Linked DNA regions of Sus scrofa: region 1 is linked to region 2. Evidence: chromatin contacts called from public HiChIP or PLAC-seq data. All regions are on one chromosome and are shown on one strand. Each heading gives the region's core, a stretch centred on a gene start, on an enhancer-like site or on the middle of the called end of the contact. The rest is flanking DNA. Distances are from core to core; before and after follow the strand shown. Region 1 has its middle 59 kb from the start of HIF1A. Region 2 overlaps PRKCH (protein kinase C eta type).

Region 1 (3,569 bases), core at 35-2,534, 170 kb before region 2:
CCTCCTGACCTTTTGCAGGTGATGCTCATTGGCCAAACCCAAGAAGTCAGAGAGCCCAGGAGCCAAATAGATAGAGTGCACAGAGGTCAGCTTCTCTGGAGCACAGAGCAAGGTAAAGAATTGATCTGAATCAGGGAGATGCACAAGCTCCAGTACAACTGGTCCTGCAGTTAGTGATAACCATATCTTTTAAATGACTGAATCTGCTCATGTTATGTTAAACAGTGTGTACACTGAATCTAACAATTCTGCATAGTTACTTATACCTGGATCTTAAATGTACAGCATGAATAAAGTCATTATCCTTCTTGTCTATACATATTCAGACGCATTCCTTAAAATTTCTGAATTCATCTTTTAAGAAGGACTATACTTTTTAGTCAAGTTTCTTAAAGGAATTATTACCACATCGAAAACATCATAGTATATTCACTAAAGGCTATAAATAATTTTGGACAACCTATAGCCTGTGAAGTGCCTTGCTGAGAGGCCAAAACTTCTGATATTTTCAGGAAGAACATTTACCCAATAGGTGAGACAGGGATGTTACTGTGGATTAATAATTGTCCATATAATGTGATTAACCAGCATCAGGGAAATGCCTCCCCTTTGGACCCTCATATGGTATATCAACTAATTTGAGATTCCTTTTTATGGATAGTGGTTCCTCTTTTCGTAAACTGCAAATTCCCTGAGAATTAGAACATCATTCACTCATTTAATTCTTCCTTCATTAAGCATTTACTGTTACTATCTGGTAGTACCTTGTTAGACATTGGAGTGAAAACATGAACAAGACAGTCCTTGTCCTTAAGTTGCTCAGAATCTAATGGAGATTGGACAAAGTCATTAATGACTCCAGAATTGGTTGAGAGATGCCATGGTAGAAGTATCACAAGATAGTCTGGAGGAATATCTAACTTTCTTGGAGGAGAGAAGAAGGGGAAGAGGGTGGTGAGGATAAAGAGAGTCTTCACAGCTGAAAGAAGACATGAACTGAAGATAAATGAGAGCACACAAGGTGGATAGAGTAGAGGTGAGTGTAGAAATTAGATTTTGCAAAAGAAAAAAAAGGTCCCTTCATCAGATCACATCCAGAAGATATGGAACTAGATGAGTGCTCTGAGGTCAAATGAAGGACCTTGAATGCCATTTTAAAAGAGTTGGGGAAAGATGAAGCGGGGATGATAACCAAAATCGTCCTTGAGGCAAGTGCAGAGGGTTGAGTGAAGGAGGAAAGACTAGGGAATGAGTCAGTGAAGAGGGCCTTGCAATTGTTTTAGCAAGAGATGAGAAAGTGTTAACTAATGAGGTGGCAGTGAGAGTGGAGAGGATGGATTCTAAAAATATCTTGGAGGTTACTGAACATGACTTTGTAACCCATTTGCAGTGGTGAAGACTAGGAGAGCATATGAATAATTGAGGAAGAAAGATTAGAATCATGCCCAGGTTATTGTCTTGGGTGACTGGGCAGAGGTTGTAGCATCCACTGAGATGAGAAATACAGGAGGAAGAGAATGTCTGCAAAGGAAAAATGATTGAATTTGGTTTTAAACCTCTTGCCATAGAGCCTGGGAGAGAGGTCTGAGGGACTTGTCAGAAGGTGGGTGGTAATGAAAGCAGTGGATCCAGAGGGACTCTCCTCAAGAGACAACTCAAGGAAAACACAGAAGAGACTAAAGATTAATCCTTGAGGAAGCACCTATATTTGAAGACATGTGAAGAAAGAGGAGCACAGAGAGGAGAACCAGAGCTGACTGGGGTCATAGAGAGGAGAATTTTTAAGGGAAAACAATATCAAATACTACAGAGAGAGGGTGTATTAATTAGGATACATTTAGCTGCAAGTAAAGGAATGAGAGTGAATTATGTTATACAAATGACTTATCAAGCAGTCTGAGGTGGGTGGTCTCCGGTCGTTCCATCCTTCTGCTTTGCCACTGTCAGTGTGTTAAAAATGTCTCAAAGTTCTAGGCTGGACACTCAAGCAACTGAGAGCATTCCAAGCAGAAGGCAAGAGTAGTGGAGACAATAAGCCTTTCTCTTCAGGCATCTCATTCTCTTTCAGGAAGAAAATCTTTCCCAGGGGACTCATCAGACCTCTTCTTGTGTCTCATTGACCAAGGCTCCTTCCCACTCCCTGATTAATCATTGACAAAGTGGAACGAGTTGTCATAACTGGTTAGATCAATCATGACTCATCCCTGAGAACTGAGGGATAAAAAATAAAAGTTTCTGTTAGCAAAAAGGATGGGAAAATGATGATTTTCAGTATCTCCTACAGGAATTTAGTAAGAATAGGACCGAGGGGTATCCATTTGTTTCAGAAATGAAAAGCTTATTGTTGGCCTCAGTGAGAGAAGTTTCTGTGGGCGCTGAGATACAGATTAGCACTGGAGCCAGATTACAATGGGTTGGGAAGTGTATGGAAGTAGGCTGGAGACTACTCTTCAACTAAATGTAAAAAAGTTATCAGTCCTGGAGAGAGGACAAGATGGCGGAGGAGTAGGGAGACACGCTCACCCTCTCCTACAAACACAACAAAAAAAGCACATCTACAGAATAAATGACTCGCACAGAACAGCAACCAATCGCTGGCAGAGGAACCTAAACTCCAATAACGGCAAGAAGTTCGTGACATTATTGGGCAGAACGGGAGAAAAGAGGAGAGTGAGAGAAGGTGAATCTGAGCGGGACGGGCACTCCCGAAAGGGAACTGCGGAGGAGAAAGGGTTCCTGCAGCCTGGAAAGTCACCTACCGGTGGAAAGATCAAACAAACCGGAGGAATCTCCAGATGCAGAGAAGAGTGTAGCAGTAAGTTGGAGTACGGAAAAGCCGATCAAGAACCCAACGGACCATCTGAACTATGGGCACAGTCACCAAAAATTGAGATGCCAGGGTGGGGGCTGGGCACCGAGACCTCGGCCCAGGAGGTTAGTCCCGGGGCTGGGGGGCGGGGCAGAGCGGAAACTGCTTGGGAGGTCTAGAAACCATTTGATGGGGCAGAGACTGCCTGGGAGACTAGAAAACAAAGCTGTCGCAGAGGAAGGGACCAATACTCAAGGGGCGGGGAAGTGGAAAGCTGCATCAGAGGGAACCTGGAAGAAGAGCCTGGTCTGCGCCCATGCTGGGGAGGGGAGAGAAGAAGGGGTGGGTCCCCATAGAATACCCCCCACGCCACAGCAAGCTTACAGGCCCGCTAGCTAGCAGAAAGCTGTGCTTCCCAGTGCATTCCCTCCCCCCACCCCCGCCACCCCCTACACTCTCGCCGAACCTGGGGCTGCCTGCCATCCAGGAGGGCTGGCCTCAACAATTGCCTGAAGCCTACCACCGCAGGGGCTGTCCCTGCACAGGCCTGCTTGCCCTTTGGAGGGGCTACACTTCCGCTGAGCAGCACCAAACACCACCAGCCCCCGAGAAAAGGCCTGCAGCCCAGAAAAGCTAGAACAAGCCTAGCCAGGCCGTGAATAGATCGGCCTAATTCTCGGATGGTTTTTCTGAGTCGGGCTGCCCCAGGGAGGAGCCTCTTGGGTGTCCAACGGCCCTGCTACCCGCCCAAGCCCCCAGG
Region 2 (3,562 bases), core at 796-3,295:
ATGATGGAAGATAAGCAGAAAGATCTTAAGACAATCAAGGCAGCTGCGGAGGGGGGATGGGCAGGGGCAGATGGCTCCTACTGGGTTTTTGCTGAACATAGGCAGCGCCAATAACAACGAATGGGTTTGTTGAACGAAACTATGTTAACATTACAGGGCACACCACACTAGATAAATGCTAGCCATTGTTGTCGCTCTTGTTATTTGAGACAATGGAGACCATGGAAGGGACAATGAGACATCTTGACCTGTCTAGCCACAGCCAGTTCCCTCTAAGGGCTCCTCAGTCTAATGGGACTAGATCCTGTCAACACTGAGGCTAGTTCCCTGAAGACAGTCCACTAAGAAGAAATAGTCAAGTCCTTGTTTTGCCAGGCTTAGAACTTAGGGCAAACAAGCAGCAAAAGCTGCTGCAGCCATTTGCTAAATGAACATGCAGCCTTGCGAAGGGGACCTGGGTCCTGCTGGGAGGGGGTGAGGAGGAATGTTTTATGGCAGGAAGGAGTTGAGTTTATAGCCCCAACCCCAGGAAAGGACATGCAGGCTGCTTTTGGCAAATGGCTAAACACAAACCTTTGCCAGCATTAGTAATGCCTTATGTAAGAGCAATATGGAGGGGAGGGGAAAGGAAGGCGGGAGGGAGGGAGGAGGACACTTGAACCTGAACTTTTTGCCATATCAATAGGTCATATCTGGTTACCTGCTCTCCCCATCAGAGAACAACCTGAACCATTAAATGGAAGCCTCTGAAAAACCCAAAGACAAATGATGTTCAGAATCACTCCCAGGCCCTCAGAATTAAACAGGAACCTCATATCTTAACTCTGGATTATAGTCACTACTGCTCTATTTTCTAATTATGTTTTGCATAAAAAAGCCTTGTTCACCCCAATCAAATGACAAACTCCAAGGACAGGCCTGGAATATTCCACAGGTCATTTTTGGACTACTGGTCACAGGCTGGACACAGGACAGCAACACACATGTGAGTTCCTTTCCAAGAAGGAACTTTACCAATTTCCTCCAAAGCAGGACAGAGCGTTTCCTCCAATGCATGACAGAGCAAAATGCGCTAGAGCATCGTATTTTCCCCTAAAATATTCCCTTTGGGAGAATTCACTGCTACGTCCTGAGCACCAACCCAGTCTGATCCCAGTAACCAAAGAGCACAGCTTTTTCAAGACAGCCATGTAGTTGTTCACTTGAAACATGTAAGAACTTACATGTGGAAACACTGTGCAAACCCTTCCCCATTTTATGTAGTAGTATTCTTCCTAATAAAGGTAATTTGCTAAATTACCTTTATTAGGAATCATCACAACTTCCTAAGATCTTAAGTCAACAGAATTCACATATCAGGAGGCAAATGACTTTTCACCTATGTCTCATGTTTAGTTTAGAAAGTATCACCAAACTGGTAAGCAAAAGTAGCAGATGAATACACATTTTGACAGGAGACTAACATTCTTCTTGCCTAAATGCTGGACTAATATTGATCCAATTAAGATTATTTCAGTTTGGTTAAATTTCTCCAGCACCTCAGTTTCTGTGTTAAAACACTGTTAAGGTCACAAGGTGAGTGATCTTAGTCTGAACAGTCACTTTACCCTGGATTTCACTCCATAAATAACCCATGCCACAACATACACAAATCCACACAGAGACCTTCTGCAAACATAAGGTTTCATACAGCAATAATAAGTGGGGCATATTTTACATTTCCTAAGGAACTGTATAGCCCGTGCTGATGATCTTATCCCATAGCAAATCCAGAGTGATCAATTCTGGAGACAAAGCAAATCTGGACTTGTGGCCAAGTATGACAGATAGATAGATAGAGGTCACGTGCAAATACTCAACTGTGCCCTTATGGAGCAATACAGCCCCCATATACTTCCTTCAGTCTGCTTCCCCCTCCTTCCCCAAGTAACCTTGGGGAGGTCATTCAACCAACTTCTGTCTGTTCCCAAGAGGTAGTGTAGTGTGAGCTTAAGGACACAGACTCAGGAGTCAAGCATCTTGGGTTTGAGTCTTGGCCCTGTTCCTTACGAGCTGTGTGATCTTGGGCCAGTTACTTAACCACTGTGTTTATTTCCTTATTATGACATGCAGATAACAACAGTTCCTACCTCATGGGAATTATGAGTTTTTAAATATGAATTGCTTAAAACAGTGCTTGCCATGCACTGAAGTGCTATGGGAGCATGAACTATTACATCCTCATCAACAACAAAATAGATTACAGCATAGGCTACTGCTTAGCATTTTTATGAAAATCAAGACCAATGGAGAGGACACATGGACTCTGTACATTTCAGTAACTATTGTAGCTTTCGAGTTTGGGGCAGTAGGTTTATTATATCATTAGATGATGACTCTGGCTTATGGGCTCTGCAGGGAAGAGAGCAAGAAGCCAAAGCAGGTAGTCACGCAGTGCCCCAGCCTGACACTGGCAATGAGCAAAATTGCCTCAAGAACTGATGAAGCCCCCTCAGCCAACCCCTTCATCTCGCTGAGACCACATCCTGAAGCACTGAGAGGCAGGAACAAAAGTCTCTGTTTGCCATCAACAGCCCCGCCCAGCACAACGAGATAAGGTTGGTTTAAGTCGAGGTCTGCCCAGTTCCATCTTGGCCCCATCAAATGCCAGGTGGTCACTATAGGTGACCTACCCTCTGAAGCAGAGTAAGCTGAAGGGGGAGAAGGGAGGCACTCAATTGTGTTGTTATCCATACCACCACTGTGGCTGGAGGACTGACAAGGGATCTGCACGTCACAATGCAAGCAGGTAAAACCACTGGTACAGCTGGCCTTCATTTTCTACCCTCTCCCAGCCTAATTATTTAGGACATTAACCTAGTTATGCAGATGGGTCTCGCACAATCAGTGATGTGACAAAAGCCAGATCCTGCAAGGCCACCTTTTCTAATTGTTCACTGTTTAAACCACATCATGATTACTGAAGGTATCTTTTCGACATGTCCAAACTGAGTAATAATTTTTACCCTGTGTTTTCACAAATGAGCTGTCAACTCCAGGTACGTCACTTACATTTAAGAATTTCCATCAGGGCCACTGCACCAATGTTCATCTTCTTTTACAGCAGGAAACCAACCAAGGGCATGGGTATTCTAAGGAAGGGGCAGGCAGAGCGTTCAATCTCCCAAATCCTGCCTCAGGCTGCCATTCCTTTATGATTCTTATTTTCCCAACTAAAATGTGATCTCCAGGAAGAGAGGTGCATCTTTTTTTTTTCATTTTTCTATCTTTGTACTTTTGAGTTCCCTCTGGTACCTGAAAATGCATTGCACATCCTGGGCCCCTAATAAATGGCTGGGATTCTGAGTGGTGGGCCCCCTCTGCCATCTGCCATTGGTTTGGTTCTGAGACCCCAGTGAGGTTGTGGAGGGAAGATACAGGGGGTTCTTAGGAAGCTGGGTGATTCTGGCTTGCGCTGGGACCCTGGCACATATCTGGGACCTCTGGAGGCGACAAGAAGCTGCTGTTGCCTGCTGGGGTCCTGTCTTTGGGGTGACCTAGGACTGGGACAGTACCCCAAGAA

Evidence for each region. HiChIP or PLAC-seq counts read pairs in DNA pulled down with a chosen protein or histone mark.
Region 1: a contact with region 2 is called in an H3K27ac HiChIP or PLAC-seq map of alveolar macrophages. The contact joins two enhancer-like sites. A contact is called at or near these places in 2 of 2 datasets of contacts at active chromatin or transcription factors (alveolar macrophages and skeletal muscle).

The regions. Positions count from the first base shown.
Region 1 is chr1:190,564,651-190,568,219 of Sscrofa11.1, reverse strand. No RefSeq gene overlaps it. Among named protein-coding and RNA genes, the nearest start is that of HIF1A, 59 kb to the left of the region's middle. Within about 2 kb of position 1,284, at least 4 of the 83 cell types and tissues checked have an H3K27ac peak or open chromatin away from gene starts, as enhancers often do. A contact at or near this core is called in alveolar macrophages, where this site is marked.
Region 2 is chr1:190,397,439-190,401,000 of Sscrofa11.1, reverse strand. The region is part of intron 10 of PRKCH (protein kinase C eta type); the gene reads right to left. Among named protein-coding and RNA genes, the nearest start is that of PRKCH, 190 kb to the right of the region's middle. Within about 2 kb of position 2,045, at least 3 of the 83 cell types and tissues checked have an H3K27ac peak or open chromatin away from gene starts, as enhancers often do. A contact at or near this core is called in alveolar macrophages, where this site is marked.